Linked DNA regions of Mus musculus: region 2 is linked to region 1. Evidence: chromatin contacts called from public HiChIP or PLAC-seq data. All regions are on one chromosome and are shown on one strand. The core of a region is the stretch at or near the end of the contact, and the rest is flanking DNA. Distances in the headings are between cores, read along the strand shown.

Region 1 (3,529 bases), core at 959-3,458:
GCTCTAGGTTTTAGAGTCTAGAGCATGGGCTAGAACACTTTTTCTGTAGATGGCTATATAATAAATATCATATACTCTGTAGGCCATATTGTCATTTGTCACAATGATTTTCCTAAAGCATGAAAGCAACGACAGACAATGAGCCCCAAGGGTCAGGGAGCCCTCCCTAGGGACAAAATACCTCCCTAGGTCTCCTGCTTTGGGGGAAAGATGGGAATGTGGGTGGCCAGTGTGGGAGCAGGATGGGACTTACACGTACATCTCAATGTCTAGAACTCAGTTCCTGGCCCCTCACCCCAAGTCCAGGATAAGATTGAGAGCTGCAGTCTAGCTGTGTGTTCAAAATGAAAATTGAAGAAAATAAGGCCTGGGAAGCCCATCATTTATGTCTTTGTCTGAGGCCTCTCTTCCACTCACATTCTACAATACACAGAACACATCCAAATCTTCCCACAGTGGAGCAAGGCTGAATCCCAAGTGGCGTTTGCATTCTCCTCAAGGTCTAGAATGTCCTGGTGGTGTTCCCTCCATCACAGTTGCAAAAAAACAAACTATTTGTCCCTCTTCCTTTTAACTCCCTAATGGAGAATGATGGAGCAGGGATAGTCTATCCCCAGTGAAAATGTCTGTTAGAAAGTAACAGATCTTCAAAACAATAGAGGATGTGGAAACAGAGAGTGTTCCTTGAGACCACAAGATGCATTCAATCCAAGGACTAACAGCTGGATAAGGAGCAAGGAACTGAGAGGATGCTCCAGTTAGAGGAACTCTAGGCCCACATGGCAGAAGTAGGAGTTTCTTATACTTCCTAAGGATAGGGGTTGGTTTCTCAGCAGGAGCCTGAAGCTAGGCTCTCTGATTCCAGACAAGAGGCAGGGAAGGGGGTGGGGAGCAGGATGTGTGGCCACCAATATCCCCCTTTGATGTAAACTCCCTTCCCCAAGTGAGAGAGACCCAGCAACCCGGACTCACAGACAAAGTCTCAGTAGGGCGCCCATCCCTATCTGTGAGAGAGGGAAGAAGGGCTTTGTGCAGGTTGCAAGGCTGGATGGATTTTAACACTACATTCTTAAGAAAAGATAAGAATGGAGACTCAAAGGAGACACTGATCCATGAGTTAAAATCCCTCCAGGGTGCTCTCAGGCCTCATCTTGTCCCTTAACCCAGTTTCCCTGATCTTTGCCCCAGGAGGACCTCCAACCCATCATCTCCTTTGGCCATATCCACAGCAGAAATTAGGGACCCCACCCCTGAGACACACACACACACACACACACACACACACACACACACACATCCCCTTGAAGCTCTCTTAGATGTATGGAATGCTTTTTGCTAAATTGTGTGCTCAAAAGCCTAAATTTCACATTTAGGGTGGACTTCAGTGGCAAAATTCTTCCAAAAATTTAAAAAGTTTCTAGTTAGTTCTTCGAATGGTAACCACAGCTAAGTTCCTGACCCCAAGAACTTTGTTTGCTTGCTTGCTTGGTTGGTTGGTTTTGGAGTTTGTGACCACTTAAGAACCCAAGTGTAATAGCTATAACTGAGCTTGGCAGGGTTTAGGGTTACCTAACACATAAACCTCTGGGAATGCGTGCTGCAGTTTTCCCAGACAGGTTTAACTGGGGCAGGAAGATCTTCCTGAACTTGGGTTTAAGTTGTTCTACACACTGTCATAGACCCATGGGAAGAAAGCAGCCCGAGGGTCAGCATTCATCTCTCCAAGCTCCCGACATTGTATCTCCTCAAACTAAGAGTCAAAGAAAATCCTTCTTTTAGTTTCTTTTCCTCGGGTATTTTGTTATAGTACTGAGGAAAAAACAAGTAGCATGCTGGGTTTCTTCTGATGTAATGGCTCCCCTACTACGCAACAGCTCCTCTGAGTTCACTAGTCTCGGTATCCATCAGCCAGAAAACCCAGTCATGGGACTAACCGCATCTAACCGCAAAGGAGCCTGGGAGATAGACCAGTCTTGCTGCATGCTAGGATTTTAATATCATGGTGAATGACCAGGGTTCTCTCTGAATCCTTTTCACCTGAGACGTTTTCTACCGATTGTATGTTACAGGATTGCTCAGCCTTTTAGTTCCCTTATTCCGATCAGGAAGATAAAAGAATCCGAGAGCCACAGACATGGCAAGCACAGACCCAGTGAACTCCAGAGAGCAAACAGAGAAGCCTGTGAATTAAAGGCCTCCAGTGACAGCTGACGTGGGGACAGCTGTACAAAGGCTCGCTCTGTGTTAAATGGCTTCAATCTGTGAACATGGTCCAGGGATCTTAACACCATGAGCTGAAAAATAGTTGAAACTTTATTCTCTGGATCGAGAAGGCTAAGGAACTCGATTTAGCTGTGATTTAATAGAGTTCAGCCTTAGAAGGGTGGTTATTTATAGCCACACATTTCTGTGTCTCTGAATAATACCTTTTATTTTTATGGTTTGGTTTATATTTTGCATGTTAGAATCCTTTATTTTTAGAGTCCGTATTGTGAACCTTCTATGTTCTTTTTGCTTGAAAAACTCTCATCTGCTGACCTTACTCAATAATTAGCCACCACGTGTGGTAGTCTACCCTCTGTCCTAGAAACGAATACTGGTGACAACAGCCTTAGTAGAAGAGGAAGTTCGCTTGGGATCATAATTTTGGAGGGCTCAAACCCATGACTGACTGACCTGTCAGTCATGGACCTGTTGGGGGTGGACATTGTTTCGTGGAAGAAACTTGTACTCTAGCAAAGCTGATCACCTCATGGCCTAGGGAGAATAATCCCCTTAGGTTAAGCCCTGAGGAAAACATCTCCAGTTTGCTCCCTTTTCAGCTCCCACTGCTACCTCCTAATAGCACCAAGGGGTGCCTGTGCCCTTAACATGGGAGCCTTAGGGAACATGTAAGAGCCAAACTAGAATATCATCTAATCAATAAATACTTGTGAAAGTCCTATTGAGTGTGTATTGCTCACGGTGCTGCAATGGTTAGATGCTAAATATATAGTCCTTACTTTCATAAAACTTGGACATCTCTTAGGTAAGAAAGGTATTACCCAAGTACTGGAAGAGTAACAGTTCTTTGCTCCTGGTAGTACAAAGTTATAAAATAGGGGGTTGTAAGGCTGGGCTTCATGGTCTTTACCTGTGACTCTGAACCTCGGGATATTAAGGTAGGAGAGCATCCAGGGTTCAAGGCCAACCTGGATAAGGTACAGAGCTTTTGTCCCATCAAACAAACAAAATTATGACATCATCACCACCACCATCATCAACAACAAACTCACAAAGTATGTGATTTTGGTTATAATACTGCCTAATCATGAAGTACAGAATTTATTTAGAGTATATCATAAAAGCCTGATCTTTCAACTGTCCAGAATAGCTTTCTAGGTAAAAGCCCCATTGCTTTGAGTTCAAATAATGCTTTATTCATTTGTAAATGGTAAATCATGAAGTACTAAAGGACTGTTCTTCTAGAGGTGGTCACGCTGACCAGGTCCTCTTGATTTCTTTGCTTAGCATGCATCCCAGTGGCGTC
Region 2 (3,299 bases), core at 147-2,646, 110 kb after region 1:
AGTAGGTTAGCAAAGCTTAAATGAAATTCAACATTTGCCAAGAAGTTGTACTGCCAGGCTCCATCTTCCCTTTCGTTACCTTCTCCCCTCCTCCTCCTCCTTCTCTTCTTCTTCCTCCTCCTCTTCCCTTGGTTTTTGTTTGTTAGTTTGTTGGTTTGTTTTAAGACAGGGTTTCTCTATGTAGCCCTGACTGTCCTGGAACTCACTCTGTAGACCAGGCTAGCCTTGAACTCGCCTGCATCTGTCTCCCAAGTGCTGGGATTAAAGGCATGTGTTGCCACCCCTACCCTTATTCTTGAGGGCTTCTTCCTGGAGTTATTCACCCTATCCTCTTGGAGTTTTTTTTCTCCTAGACCACTGCTGTTATTCTGCAAGTGGACTGATGCATTCTCTATTCTGCTTACAAGCACTCCTTGGACTTCAAATCTTTCTCCAGCTACTTCCTATCACCCTGTTCTCCTCCTACCACAACTCTGCACAGAGCTCTCTATGCTCAGTGTTTTCATGCTCTTGGTCATCCTTCTTTTTCTAGTTCATTCCAACCTCCAGTTCATCCCTGAGACTTGGTACAGCGGCAGTGATTTGGTCTTCTTCACTTCAAGTTGTCAAGCAAGCATCCCCATAGAGAGTGAACAGACTGGCGGCTCAGCCCATGGCAGGGCATTTTAATGTAGAACCCTACTATATACTGATGTTATGAGAAAGAGCCCTAGGTGCTTACCTTTGTTTTTGTTTACATCTCTCTCTTCTTCCTTAGTATCAAACTTAAAGTTTAGCTGACCATATTAATGCCTAAAATTAAGCCTACAGTTACATCCTTCTATGAACAACACATGGCTGGCTCTAGTTATTGGCTCTAGTTATTGAACCAATGAAACAAACAAGAGAAGAAGTTTTGGAATAAGGGGGAGGGCTAGAGGAACCTCTAAGAACAGTGTCCTGAAGGGGTTGGTCCGTTTGGGAGGTGTCATTTCTAGGTTTCTCCTGCCCTAAGCATGTGTGTGATGCCTCTGGACAACTTAGGGATGACAGACTGTAAGGTAGACCAGTTGCCAGATCTTTACTGTTCTATATATTGATTTGAACTTTGATCTATGATATATGAGGCCAAACTTGGTGACCGACTGCCTTCCCAGTAAGAAATTCAGCAGAAAATAAATCCACAAATATAATTTTTAAATGAAATTTACTGAGTTGAAAGCTGTTTAAAGTTAATATTAAGTTAATGTTAGATAAAGATATAACTCCAGTCTGAATAGCTGAGCCTAAAAGATTTACAGTGTTCCATGGAAACTTTACTACATCAACAAGACCAAAAGGGGTTTGTTGCTCTCCTATGGCAACAAGTAGCTCACTGAGAAGGAGCTCTGCTGACCCCTTCTGGGAGAATGAGTGTGGACATCTTAACAAAGGGCCAGACTTTTCTGGGGGAAGAGTTATTACAGATTCAAGAACAGAGAGGGCTAGCCAGGTGGCTCAGTTGGTAAACACGCTTCCTCTCCAGCCTGGAAGTCAGATCCCCAGGAGCCACATCCTGGGACGAGAACTAAAGCCTGTCCTAGGACTTTCACAGGCGTGCTGTGACACATTGACTCACACACAAAAGAGAAATAAGTAAAATGTGTTTTTTTAAAAACATAGAGGAATGAAGATTAAAACAAGGAAAGAAAACCAGTACAAGAGCCAGTAAGAAAGGGCGGGAGTCCAACATCGTTCTTTTGAAAAAACTAGAGCAAAATAGGGACAATCACAGCAAGAAACGCTATGTCAGTCACTGCCAGATGCGGAGAGAACTGATTTAAGTAACACTGTGCCACACTTCTGAGAACTATAAAGAACTATCAAACTCAAAATATCCTCATGTGGGATAGAGAGATGGCTCAGAGGTTAAGAGCACTTATTATGAGCTGGAAATATCGCTCATCAGTTGAGAGCACTGACTGCTCTTCCAGAGCACCCAGGTTCAATTCCCAGTAACTACATGGCCGCTCACAAGCGTCTATAACGCCAAGATCTGACACTCTCACACAGACATACTTGTAGGCAAAACACCAATGTGAATAAAATTAAGAGAGAGAGAGAGAGAGAGAGAGAGAGAGAGAGAAACCCAAAGTTTGGTTCCCAGCACCCATATGGTGACTTGCAACCATCTGTAATTCCAGTTCTAAGGGATTTGACACTCTCTTCTGACCTCCACACCTACCAGTTATATACCTGGTACATATACATACATGCAAGCAAAATACCCATATACACATAAAATAAAGAAAGAAGTTTGGGAGGTGATGTGAGACAGGGTCTCACTATATTAAACCAGGCTGTCCTGGAACTCACTATGTAGACCATGCTGGCCTCAAACTCACAGAGATCCTCCTGCCTCTAACACCACCACCATTTAAAGGTACCATCATGCCTGGCAATAAATAAAATTTAAATATATTACTACAAGGAATAAGTGTGATATTTTCTGTATATCCATGCATATGAATTTATGCAAAGTGGTTTGATGAATTAGATATATAATAAGATGTGTGTGTTATGCTTAGTCTAAATTATTTCACTTTTGACTCTAACTAGGACAGTATGGCTGTTTTTTAGGATTTTAACAGCACATGAAATTCAAGATAGTAAATTAAGTAGAGGTTTGGGTTCTAGGATCCTTTTCATGGAACACAAGTCTCCTAAGAATTTATAGATCTAGCTGGGCAGTGGTGGAGCATGCTTTTAATCCCAGTACATGGGAACCAGAGGCAGGCAGATTTCTGAGTTCGAGGCCAGCCTGGTCTACAGAGTAAGTTCCAGGACAGCCAGGGCTACAAAGAGAAACCCTGTCTCCAAAAAAACCAAAACAACAACAAAAAAATTCACAGATCTACATATGTTAAGATTCTATACTAGAAGACGATAATTTTTTCAGATTTTCAAGTCATCATCTTCTCTCTCCCTCCCCTTCCTACAATGCATTACTTGACAACAGAGATATGTTCTGAGAATCATGTAATTCTGCAAACATCATAAAGTATACCTACTTACACAAGCTAAGATGGCTCTGGGGCCACTGCGGGAGAGCTGTGTGTCACTGACCCAAAGAGGCAAATGACACAGAACCTCGCCACCCCCCCCACGTGTGTGTGTGTGTGTGTGTGTTTGTGTGTGTGTGTGTGTGTGTGGTGTGTGTGTGTGTGTGTGTGTGTGTGGTGTGTTTGTGTGTGTGTATGTGTGTGTGTATGTGGTGTGTGTGTGTGTGTGTGTGTGTGGTGTGTGTGTGTGTGTGTGTGTGTGTGTGTGTGTGTAAAATT

The links. HiChIP or PLAC-seq counts read pairs in DNA pulled down with a chosen protein or histone mark.
Region 2: a contact with region 1 is called in an H3K27ac HiChIP or PLAC-seq map of oligodendrocyte precursor cells, with 5 times the contacts expected there. The contact joins two enhancer-like sites. A contact is called at or near these places in 6 of 484 Hi-C or Micro-C datasets (the C2C12 cell line, cranial neural crest, nephron progenitors and 3 more) and 4 of 115 datasets of contacts at active chromatin or transcription factors (bone marrow-derived dendritic cells, embryonic stem cells and oligodendrocyte precursor cells).

Annotation. Positions count from the first base shown.
Region 1 is chr8:79,472,668-79,476,196 of GRCm38.p6, forward strand. No RefSeq gene overlaps it. Among named protein-coding and RNA genes, the nearest start is that of Gm39205, 34 kb to the left of the region's middle. Within about 2 kb of position 2,209, at least 26 of the 459 cell types and tissues checked have an H3K27ac peak or open chromatin away from gene starts, as enhancers often do. A contact at or near this core is called in oligodendrocyte precursor cells, where this site is marked.
Region 2 is chr8:79,583,790-79,587,088 of GRCm38.p6, forward strand. No RefSeq gene overlaps it. Among named protein-coding and RNA genes, the nearest start is that of Otud4, 54 kb to the right of the region's middle. Within about 2 kb of position 1,397, at least 6 of the 459 cell types and tissues checked have an H3K27ac peak or open chromatin away from gene starts, as enhancers often do. A contact at or near this core is called in oligodendrocyte precursor cells, where this site is marked.